Regions from separate parts of the Mus musculus genome. Here region 2 is linked to region 1. A link is a contact called in public promoter capture Hi-C data. All regions are on one chromosome and are shown on one strand. The core of a region is the stretch at or near the end of the contact, and the rest is flanking DNA. Distances in the headings are between cores, read along the strand shown. Region 1 holds the start of Septin14 (septin 14). Region 2 holds the start of Phkg1 (phosphorylase kinase gamma 1).

What was found. Promoter capture Hi-C pulls out the DNA fragments that hold promoters and counts their contacts.
Region 2: a promoter capture Hi-C map of liver shows a contact between it and region 1, with 2.7 times the contacts expected there. The contact joins the promoter of Phkg1 here to the promoter of Septin14 in region 1. A contact is called at or near these places in 15 of 39 promoter capture datasets (the 3T3-L1 cell line, 3T3-L1-derived adipocytes, the SN4741 cell line and 11 more), 3 of 484 Hi-C or Micro-C datasets (CD4 T cells, muscle stem cells and regulatory T cells), 2 of 115 datasets of contacts at active chromatin or transcription factors (embryonic stem cells and extraembryonic endoderm stem cells) and 3 of 9 other capture datasets (adipose tissue, liver and pancreatic islet).

Annotation. Positions count from the first base shown.
Region 1 is chr5:129,701,694-129,707,293 of GRCm38.p6, forward strand. Septin14 (septin 14) reads right to left here and starts at 3,291. Exons shown (of 10, transcript NM_028826.2): 1 at 3,226-3,291; 2 at 2,513-2,581. The coding sequence starts at 2,566.
Region 2 is chr5:129,876,446-129,882,045 of GRCm38.p6, forward strand. Phkg1 (phosphorylase kinase gamma 1) reads right to left here and starts at 2,643. Exons shown (of 10, transcript NM_011079.3): 1 at 2,486-2,643. It overlaps Chchd2 (coiled-coil-helix-coiled-coil-helix domain containing 2), which reads right to left. Exons shown (of 4, transcript NM_024166.6): 4 at 4,716-4,951. The coding sequence ends at 4,941.

The DNA.
Region 1 (5,600 bases), core at 2,041-4,540:
TGCCTCCTCTGCCTCTGCCTCTGCCTCTGCCTCCTCTGCCTCTGCCTCCTCTGCCTCTGCCTCTGCCTTCTGAGTGCTGGGATTAAAGGCATGTACCAGAGGCCTGGCTCTGTTCAACTTTTCAATGAATGGGATTTTGTCCCATAGTGTGGTGCCTGAAGTTTGGATACTACTGCTCAAGGCTGCCTCTTGGTTACCATGGCTGCTTTCTAAGCTGATTCATGCCACAAAGGACCTTCACAGTTTTATGGATACATCAGGGCCACTGCCGTGTTGAAGCTCAAAATATGAGTCCATCTACTGGGCCATGCCACTGTTATGTAGCCATGGAGAAAAAAAATGTATCACATTATATCTCATGTGAAGAAGCTTAAAAACTAAATTACTTGAAAACAGAAAACTGTGAGACAAAATTCTATTCATTGTAAATTGAAGAAGGCTGAGAGTTGTGGTGCACACCTTTAATGCTACACTCAGGAAGCAGAGGCAGAGGCAGGTAGATCTCTGAATTCAAGGCCAGCCTGGTGCCACTTTCAGTGCCACTGCTACTAACATCAGAGTGGCCATTAAAAAGATACTGTACACTCATAGTTGTGTGCACCACACTTGTGTGAATAGCTAGAATGTCCCCACCCCTAGTGTCCCTTAGCAACAGGCTCTCTTCAAATCAATCACAGCATGAACTATCCCTAAATCTATCAATTATAGCCATAGATGCTTTAGTGAGACAGTCATGTCTACTTAGAATCAAAGCCAAGACACACAACAAATTCAAACACCAAGATACATACTGTGTCACTTTTAAATGTGGTCAAGACAGATGACCTAACACACATACAAATATGAATGCAGGTGCATAAGAAATATGGTTTTTTAAGTAACCTGGCAGTTCCAAAAGAACACAGTAACTCTCTAACAGTAGTTCCCAAAGAAAATGGTATTGAAGTAATATCTGATGAAGAATTTTTAAATGTTTTACTATAGTTGTTTAGTATGCATTTTGGTGAAGAAAAATACAGTGAAGACTTGGGTAAACAAAGTCAAAGATGAAAAGGGATACATTATAACAGACCTCATAAAAATATAAAAGGACACTAGACAGATCCAAGCTGGCAGGTTAGAGCCCTTGCACTCACCAATTTCTCCTGTGGGTTGAATCCAAACACCTAGAGGGCTGCCCAAAAGTTCAGACAAGCTTGGAGAAACTCAGGAGACCTTAGACAGTGGAACTGAGGGAGCCCCAGAACTAATGACGCCGCCACTTAGCAGAGAACAGGGTGAGAAATGAGAGAGCACCTAAATGGACCCATCACAGGAGCCATGCTGTGCTGAAACACTCCCTCTTCAGACAGTGACAATGGGATCCCCATAGGAACTGGCTCTCAAGAAGTTCTGTGTTTGTGAGCCAGGTCTATGGTAGCCTGTGCCTTTAATTCCATGACTCAGGAGGCAGAGGCAAGGGCAGGTGGAGCCAGCCTGGTCTACAGAATAAGTTCCAGGACCTGCCTCAAGAAAACAAAAAAAGAAGTGCTGAGTTCTCTAAGAAGATACAGAAGCATCCTGGGGAGCTATCTTGAGAAGACCCCTGAACTTGTCTCTGTAGGAGTCACAGCTCCCGGTTTTCTTGTCACTGGGAGAACTCAACAGTATTCTCCCAACTCAGCCTAGAAGCATAGTTTTCCCTTGGTGGAAAAATATCTGCTACAAACCCACTGAGGGCTTCTTGCAGTTCAGAAACTGATCTGTGACATGGAAAGTAAATGATTTCCTTGAAGACTGGCAGCTCAGATAGCCAGCTGGGGTATGGGGAAAGAGATGTTGCAATCATTTCATGCACCAAAGTCCCAGAATACCAGAGTTGTGAAAGGCAGATTGGTGGGTAGGGTTTCAGTAAGTTAGAAGTCTTCTGCACAGGGAAGGAAATGATTGACAAGTGGAGAAACAAGCTACAGCATGGTAGAAAATCTTCTCCAGCTAGTCATCTGACCAGATACTGATTAGCTATTATCTCCTGGACTTAGGGAGAGGAAGATCCCACACTGCTGTAACAGGGCCTCCTTCCTTTCCTGGGCTTTCCCAAATGGGGAGGAAGGATGCAGTGGGAGGGGCTGAGGACAATATGAATAGCTCGGGACAGTGAGTGGGTCTCTGCACCTCTTTATCCATGAAGTACTTTGTTATAGTGATACAAAACTAAAAACACCCCTAGAGTGACTTTAAATCTTGATTTAGTCTCCTTTGCTTTTAAATGAGAATGTTTTGCATACACGTGTGCAGGCACACACACACACACACACACACACACACATACCAACAAAGTCAAGAAACATTCTGACAATTGTTTAAACCACCATTTACATTTAAATCTAACCAATAGTAAGGTTCATGATCTGTTCCCAAAGATAGCAAGCCTCTTTAGCTGTCAGGACCTGAATCAACTTAGAGCCAGTCATTTTGAAACTACTTATTGAAGTGCATAACGCATATATCATATACAAAAGATGCACTCAACTGGATCTTCACTGCCAGGTATTGGCACCGACGTGTTAGTTGGTTTTTCCGCCATGTCAGACCGAAATGGCTAGAATAAAGAGAGAAAACTTGGTCAGTCCCACCTACAAAGGTCCGATTCTTTCATCTTAGACCCTTAGAGGATTCAACTGTGCTGTTCCCTTCACACTTCTGACTTGTTTGAAGTTGTATCTTTCATCCTAAGCAAGCATGCGTGTGCTCAACAGCATAGTCAGTATATGAAGTAAAGGCCATTTAACCAGTGATATCCAACGTGAAAAGATTAAACTCTCTCCAAATCAAGAAGTTACCGACATCATCTTCTTATGGATTGTTTTTTAGCCAGTAATGAATTTCATTGGGTCATTCCAGGCACGCATAACAGTGTACCCAGTCCTCCATTTAAATGGCTCTGAGCATGAGAAAAAGAAGTCACACACTCAGAGTGACTTCAATTTCCAGAGGGGCTTAAACCTGAAGCTGAAGTAGCAGCCAGGAGAATTGAGAAGAGGGGAAATTAGGGATGTTGCAAAAGGGAAGCAGACTTCTAGAGTCTACACAAACTCTCTAGGAACCAAACCAAAGCCAGTTTTGTTTTGTTTTTCATTTTTACGAAGCACCTTTACGCAGGTAGCATTGTGCCGGATGATCTACCTCCTGCAGTAGTTAAAAGACATCTAAGATCTTCAGACTCAGAAATATCAAGTGACTTACCTGCCCTGGGTCTCAGCTGTGAAGTGCGCAGTCTGAACGGACTCGGAGTCTGGTGTGCTCTCCCTTGCTATCTGTGGACGTGGACCAAATTAATAGTCACCGTATTTGCAACAGTTGGGAACAAGGGAGTTAAGGTACAAAGGAGAGTACTGTCCTGATTTCTCAGCAGAACAGTTTGAGAAGGCCATGCTAATCTACATTTGAGTACAGCGCAAAGATACTGAGAACATGAGACTTTTGAAAAGGGGATTTATGTGGATTTGTTTTACATATGTGAGTATCATACCTGCATGTGTGTGTGTGTGCCCACCATGTGCAAGTCTGATATCCTAGAGGTCAGAAGAGATCATTGGATGCCCTGGTGTTAGATATATGGACACTTTAAAAAGGAAGACTCACACATACTTGTGAACTGCCATGTAATTGCTGGGAAACCCAGGTCCTCTGTAAAAACAGAAAATGCTTCTCTGGTTTTTCAAGACACAGTTTTTCTGTGTACCTTTGGCTGTCCTGGAACTCACTCTGTAGACCAGGCTGCCCTCGAAATACAAGATCCACCTGCCTCTGTCTCCTAACCTAACCCAACCTAACCTAACTGTCTTAGTCAGGGTTTCTATTCCTGCACAAACATCATAACCAAGAAGCAAGTTGGGGAGGAAAGGGTTTATTCGGCTTACACTTCCATGCTGCTGTTCATCACCAAAGGATGTCAGGACTGGAACTCAAGCAGGTCAGGGAGCAGGAGCTGATGCAGAGGCCATGGAGGGATGTTCTTTACTGGCTTGCCTCACCTGGCTTGCTCAGCCTGCTTTCTTATAGAACCAAGACTACCAGCCCTGAGATGGTCCCACCCACAAGGGGCCTTTCCCCCTTGATCACTAATTGAGAAAATGCCTTACAATTGCATCTCATGGAGGCATTTCCTCAAATGAAGCTCCTTTCTCTGTGATAACTCCAGCTGTGTCAAGTTGACACAAAACTAGCCAGTACAATTGACCCCTTGTCAACTTGACACACAAACACATCACTAGTAAGCCTCAACTCTTACAATCTTATTCATCCCCATTCTAAATAACTTTAAAAGTCCCACAGTCTTTACATATTCTTAAAATTTCAATCTCTTTAAAATATCCATCTCTTTTAAAATCCAAAGTCTTTTTACAATTAAAAGTCTCTTAACTGTGGGCTCCACTAAAACAGTTTCTTCCTTCAAGAGGGAAAATATCAGGGCACAGTCACAATCAAAAGCAAAAGTCAATCTCCAACCGTCCAATGTCTGGGATCCAACTCACAATCTTCTGGGCTCCTCCAAGGGCTTGGGTCACTTCTCCAGCCAGGCCCTTTGTAGCACACACATCATCCTCTAGGCTCCAGATGCCTGTACTCCACTGCTGCTGCTGCTCTTGGTGGTCATCTCATGGTACTGGCATCTCCAAAACACTGCATGACCCCTTCAGTCCTGGGCCTTCATTTGCAACTGAGGCTGCACCCTCACCAATGGTCTTCCATGGCCTCTCACAGTGCCGAGCCTCAGCTGCTTTGCGTGACCCCTTCATGCCTTCAAAACCAGTACCACCTGGGTGACCCTTACATATTACCAAGTCCTGCTGCAGCAGGAGTACAACCTTGGCCATCTCTGGAACACAGCCTCTTTGTGCTTTCAGAAAACACTTCCCAGAAGTTGTCACCTCAATGATGCTGGTCTCTTCTTAATCACCGCTAATTTCTTAGCTCCAGCTAACCAGCATCAATAGTCCCAGTAATGCAAAGGTTTTGCTTTAGTAGTTCTGGTATCTTGTTAATCACAACTGATTCTTCAGTCCCAGCTAACCAGAACCACAGAATAATCAAACTCCAAAATAGCAATGGCCCTGAAAAGAGTCTTTAATTTTCCCTCTGAAACTTCACAAGCCAGGCCTCCATCTTCTGCACTGTTCTCAACATTATCTCCCAAGCTCCTACACAACATCCGACAGAGCTCTTAACAATGGATGGATCTTCAAGCCCAAAGTTCCAAAGTCCTTCCACAGTCCTCCCCAAAACATGGTCAGGTTGTCACAGGAATACCCCACTCTGCTGGTACCAATTTGTCTTAGTCAGGGTTTCTATTCCTGCACAAACATCATAACCAAGAAGCAAGTTGGGGAGGAAAGGGTTTATTCGGCTTACACTTCCATGCTGCTGTTCATCACCAAAGGATGTCAGGACTGGAACTCAAGCAGGTCAGGGAGCAGGAGCTGATGCAGAGGCCATGGAGGGATGTTCTTTACTGGCTTGCCTCACCTGGCTTGCTCAGCCTGCTTTCTTATAGAACCAAGACTACCAGCCCTGAGATGGTCCCACCCACAAGGGGCCTTTCCCCCTTGATCACTAAT
Region 2 (5,600 bases), core at 1,393-3,892, 170 kb after region 1:
AAAGGCATGCACCACCGCCCGGGAGAAAGACACTTCTAAGAATGGGAGTGGGCCAGAAAGCTGGGGAAAGATAAATATTAAAAAGCCCATTGTTGAGCTAGACCTCACTCTACAGCCCAGGCTGGCTTACAATTAAGATTAATTACGTAGCCCAGCTAACCCTAAAGCTTGTGATTCTCCTGCCATTAGGTTTACAGGCATGGGCTATCATCACTCTTGGCTAATAGCCATGAAATAAGCTAAACACTGGGGGTATGCTGGGCACAGCAGACAGGCAGATCTCTGTATGTTCCAGGCCAGCCTAGTCACCAAGGTGAGATAAGAAGACACTGTCTTAAATAACAGAAAGAGAGAGAGAGAGAGGAAAGAAAGAAGAGAGAGAAAGAAACAAAGAAAGAAAGAAAGAAAGAAAGAAAGAAAGAAAGAAAGAAAGAAAGAAAGAGAGAGAGAGGGGGGGAGGGAGGGAGGGAGGGAGGAAGGAAGGAAGGAAAAGAAGAAGAAAACAGACCTAGTAGCTAGTGAGATCTATATAGCAAGTTCTAGGCCAGCCAGGGCTACATGAGACCTTGTATCAATAAAAAAAGGGGGAGTGAGGGCAGCTGGATATTGAAAAAAAGCTTAGTGGCTACAAGCACTGGCTGCTGTTTCAGCGGCCCAGGTTCAAATTCCCAGCACCCACAGAGCAGCTCACAACCATCTATAATTCTAGTTCCAGGGAATGAGGTGCCCTCTGCTGGCCTCTATCAGGACCAGGCAGACATGTGGTGCACACATAGAACAGTCATACATGTAAAATCAAGATAATCTTACTTAAAAAAAAAAAAAAAGCCAAGCTCTGTACTGGAGCTGGACGAGTAATGCTTGGTCTCAGCCTCTGCTATAACCTCCCATTAGACTGTGATGCTTAGATGTCTCTGTGCCTTCTGCCCAGCACCGGTGTGTGGCAAGTGCTGGGTATGATTCAATGGACAGGTGATGCACTGTATAAGTCTTAGCTGATGGATACCGTAGATCCTACCTAGCAATGGCAAGCAAGACCCCAGTAGTCCTGGAGCAGAGTGGACAACACTGTAAGGTTTTTTTTGTTTTTTTTTTGTTTTTTTCCTTTTGAGACAGGGTCTCACTATGTTGCCCTGGCTGGCCTAAAACTCATAGATAAATAGATCTTTGTGCCTCTGCATTCCTAGTGCTGTCATCAAAGGCATGTGTCTCCATGCCTGGCATGAGTCGGTTACTCTTATTTCTACTTTGCTTTAAAAAAAAAATTTAATTTTATGTGTCATGGTATCTGTGTGAAGGTGTCGGATCCCCTGGAACTGGAGCCGAGGGCAGTAATGAGCTGCCACGTGGGGGCTGGGATTGAACCCAGGTCCTCTGGAAGAGCAGCCAGTGTTCTTAACCACCGAGCCATCTCTCCAGCCCGTCTTATTTTTATCTTTAGGTGCTAGGGATAAAACCCAGGGTGTTGAGTATGCTAGGCAAGCACTCTGCCACTGACTGAGCTGAGCTATGCCCCACCCCCACCGCCACCGCACCACATCCCCCACAGCCCTGAGTCAGGGTGCTCAATCTTGGATGTGGAGAAGCTAAGCTGGCCTATCTTGTTCCAGGGACATAGAGGCTCCTACCAGGAAACTGAATTCCTGCTCCAGACCCAGGGTTTGAGAAAGGCAGAAAAATCACCCAGCAATAGGAAGAGGCAAGCAGGCAAAGGGTACATGCTTCATGTCCACTTCCAAGAAAGCTTGGTCTCCCAAGGGGCCCAATTTGCTGACCAGCCAAGCGGCAGTGCTGGCTGCCTCAAGCTGGCCTTTGCAGGAAGCCTGGTGTCCAGCGACTGGGTGCCTGGTTACCAGAAGAAGGTTTAGAATAACAACTGTCTCCTTTGCCAATAGCAGGAAACAGGCCTGTGTGCTGACCCTATCAACAGCCAACAGAGCCTGAAGGTGTTAGTATGCCTTGAAAAACAAGCCTGTTTGCTGAAAGGCCATTCTAAAGGCCCAAGATGGGCATGTAATGCCCCTCACTTATTATCTAGGCACAGCAGATCCCTTGCGTGATTGAGTTCAGAGCAATTCTTGGCTCACACCAGGATGCCAGCCTGAGCCAGGCTGGTCAAATTCTGGCTGTGTTTACCCTTTCTGATAATATACGTGTGTCCATCTCCCTGTTCTTAAGGCCTGACTTGAGCCAACCATGGATCTGGATTTACTGTTTCATTATCCCCTGACACTTGTTCCAAGACTCCCTAGGGGTGTGGAGGTGTTCTAAATGAGAATAGATAGTCTAATGTTTTGGAATTTGATATCCCAGAAAGCTAATCAGAGAACACAACCGATCCATGATCTGTAGGTAACTGCCTGACAGGTGCTCTGAGAATCCGTGCTCTCCCAGGATTAAGGGGAAATGGGTCAAACAGACCTGGAAGGGGTTCCTGTCTTTGCCTCACAACCCCATTGCTCCCATCTACTGCCTGGCTACTCACCGTGAGGTCCTTGTAGGCCCTTGAATGGAAGTGACAAGAATTCCAAAGGTCCTGGAGCCCTTGGGAGACAGCAGACCACAAAGGGCTGAAGCTGTGTCCTGAGCAGACACTTATTGGAGTTGCTGTCTTGCTCCTCTTGCGGAACTTTGGTACTTGGTGATGGAAGGCTGGCCTGCCAAAAATAAATCACAACTGCAAACCTGGGATGCAGGCCAAGGTCCAGCAGGGCTAGGCCTGGGGCAGAACTACATCAGGGGTGACACCTGGCGGAGCCTGGGGAAAGCACATGTGGCAGGGATAAAGCAAATGGCTCAGAGGAGACAAAGCCTTTTGGTTTTTTTTAAATATTGGCTTTTGCTGAGCCAATGTGTTGGAGAACACTTAGGAGGCAGAGGCAGGTAGATCTTTTGAGTTTGAGTGATTTCCACAACAGCCAGAGTTAGACATAGAAACCTGGTCTGGAGAAACCAAAGACAAACAAGCAAACTTTTAATTATGTGTATGAGTGTGTATTTCTTAGTTAGGGCTTTACTGCTGTGAACAGACACCATGATCAAGGCAACTTTTTTTTCTCTACCCCCTCTCCCCTCCCACACCTCCTAATAGTGCCACTCCCCAGACCAAGCATATACAAACCATCACAGCATATCTATCTGTATGTGGATATGAGTATTAGTGCCTGCCCAAGCCAGGTGTTGGGTTTTTCTGCAGCTGGAATTATAGCTGGTTGTTTGCTACATGGGTGCTGGAGATCGAATTCTGGAAAAGCAGTTTATGATCTTAAGGAATGAGCCAGGTTCTCTAGCCCTGTTTTTTTTGCGATTTTATGTGTATGAGTCTTTTGCTGGCAGTATGTATCTGTAATACAGGAATGTCTTATATGCTCAGACATCAGCGAGGGCATTAGACCCCCCCCCCCAGAACTGGAGTTACAGACCATTATAGCCACTATGAGTATGGAAAACTGAACTCAGGTCCTCTGAAAGAGTAGCAAGTGCTCTTCACATGAGCCATGCATCTCTCCAGCCTGGCAACACCAGCTTTGAAAGGAATACATTGTTATTTTTTGAAGACAAGAGTCTTTTATTTGGAGATAGGGTTTCTCTGTATAGTCCTGGCTGTATTGGAATTCACTCTGTAGACCAGGGTGGCCTTGAACTCAGAAATTTGCCTGCCTCCTCTGCCTCCCAAGTGCTGGGATTAAACTCGTGTGCTACCATTGCCCAGTGAAGACAAGACTCTTATTACACAACTCTGACGACCCAGAAACCGTGCAGACCAAGAGGCCTCCACACTTGCACTCCTGCTTCTGCTTGTGTGTTGGCACTATAGGGTGCAACACCAAGCATGACTTTTTTTTTTTAAGTTTTTTATTTTATGTATGTGAGTACACTGTAGCTGTCTTTAGACATACCAGAGGAGGGCATCGGATGCCATTACAGATGGTTTGTGAGCCACCATGTAGTTGCTGGGAATTGAACTCCATGTTTTTGTTGTTGATGTTTGGCTGGTTTTTGTGTGGGACAGGGTTCTCTGTGTAGCCCCAGCTGTCCTGGAGCTCACCCTGTAGACCCGGCCAGCCTCAGACTCTCAGGGATCCACCGGCTGTGATCCCAGAGCTGTGATTAAGTGTGCACTACCACGCCTGGCTACAGGATGGTTTTTAACTGGGTATGGTGGCACAAGCCTCTAATCCCAGCACTTGGGAGGCTGAGGCAGGATAGGCCATTTACACAGATCTGGACTATATAGGGAGACCCAACGGCTTGCGTACGCTGCCTCCATGCAGACACGCAGTGTCACGTGGCCATCGGAGGTCTCAGTAATGTCTACCTGCTTACCACTTACTTAGCTACTTGGTTTGTTGGCATGGCTGAAGACAGGACTCAAGCCTGGTGAATACTAGACAAGCCTGCTGCAGCTGAGTATCACACCAGCTCCCTGACACATCACAATTAGCATGTGATCAAAGTTAAAAAATATATATATATATATCTCTGTCTCCTGGGATTAAAAGCATGTACCACTTTACCTGGGCCTAAGCTTTTCCTAGATTCGATGCCTCCAGATCAGAAAGCTGTGTTTTTGATGAGGAACTGTATTAAAAGGCCAGAGCACTAGGAAGGCTGAGCACCTCTGGACTAGACGAATGACAGGCATAGAGAATGGCTTCTCTTAGGATGCTACTATGTTCACCAGGCACACACAATAAGGACGCTACCACACACTTCAGAATAACCAATTTATTTTTTTTAACTCACAATCACAACACAGTCCAAGGAGGCCAAACACTTCCCCAGTAACCAACACTACATACAAGCCTCAGTAAGCATCCACAGTTAGATCTCTTTCACGGCCATTCCAAAGCAATGAACTGTTAGAAATATAAGGGTCCACACTTGTACTATCAATTATACAGAACCAATGTTACATCTCTTCAGCTTGAATTTCTTGATTACATTAAACCTATTAAAAAAAAAAAAAAAGACAAGTTTAAGTTAGAAGACACCCAACACCACCATTTCAGGGTTCATCCAATCAAACCTCCATTCTATCTTTGCCATAACTAAGACACGGTGCATGTGTCTACAACGGCCCGAAGCAGAGGGTTAGCCAATTTGGTAGATGTTAAACCAACAAGAAGCTATGAATTAAGACAAGTATCTTATCTCTGTCTCTCTCAATTCTATTACTAACCCTCTGTCAGAAGCTAAGGGGAGGGTTTCCTCGATGGGCACGGCAGTGTAGTGCCTACCTAACAACCCTGTCCTGGAAATAGATATTTCGTGGACCAGTTCGTCCACAGCATTCTGTCTGGGAGTTCTCAGGTTGAGGATCGGCCTCAGGCCTGGGTCTTCCCTGTTGTGGGACGGTCTGATATCAGTTCTATCAGGCAGAGAACTTCATGAACTTTAGCTTTTTTGAGAGACAGGGTTTTCTTGTTTCCTGAGTGGATTAAAACTGTGCATGACCTCCACCTGGCTAGGACAAGTACCTCTTAATTCCATTCCTAAATACCTCACCGCCCTCCCATCTAACTCAGCTATTTTCACCCTGACGGTCTCCACCCCTTTCAGAGGAATCACATACCAGATATCCTGCATATAAGACATTT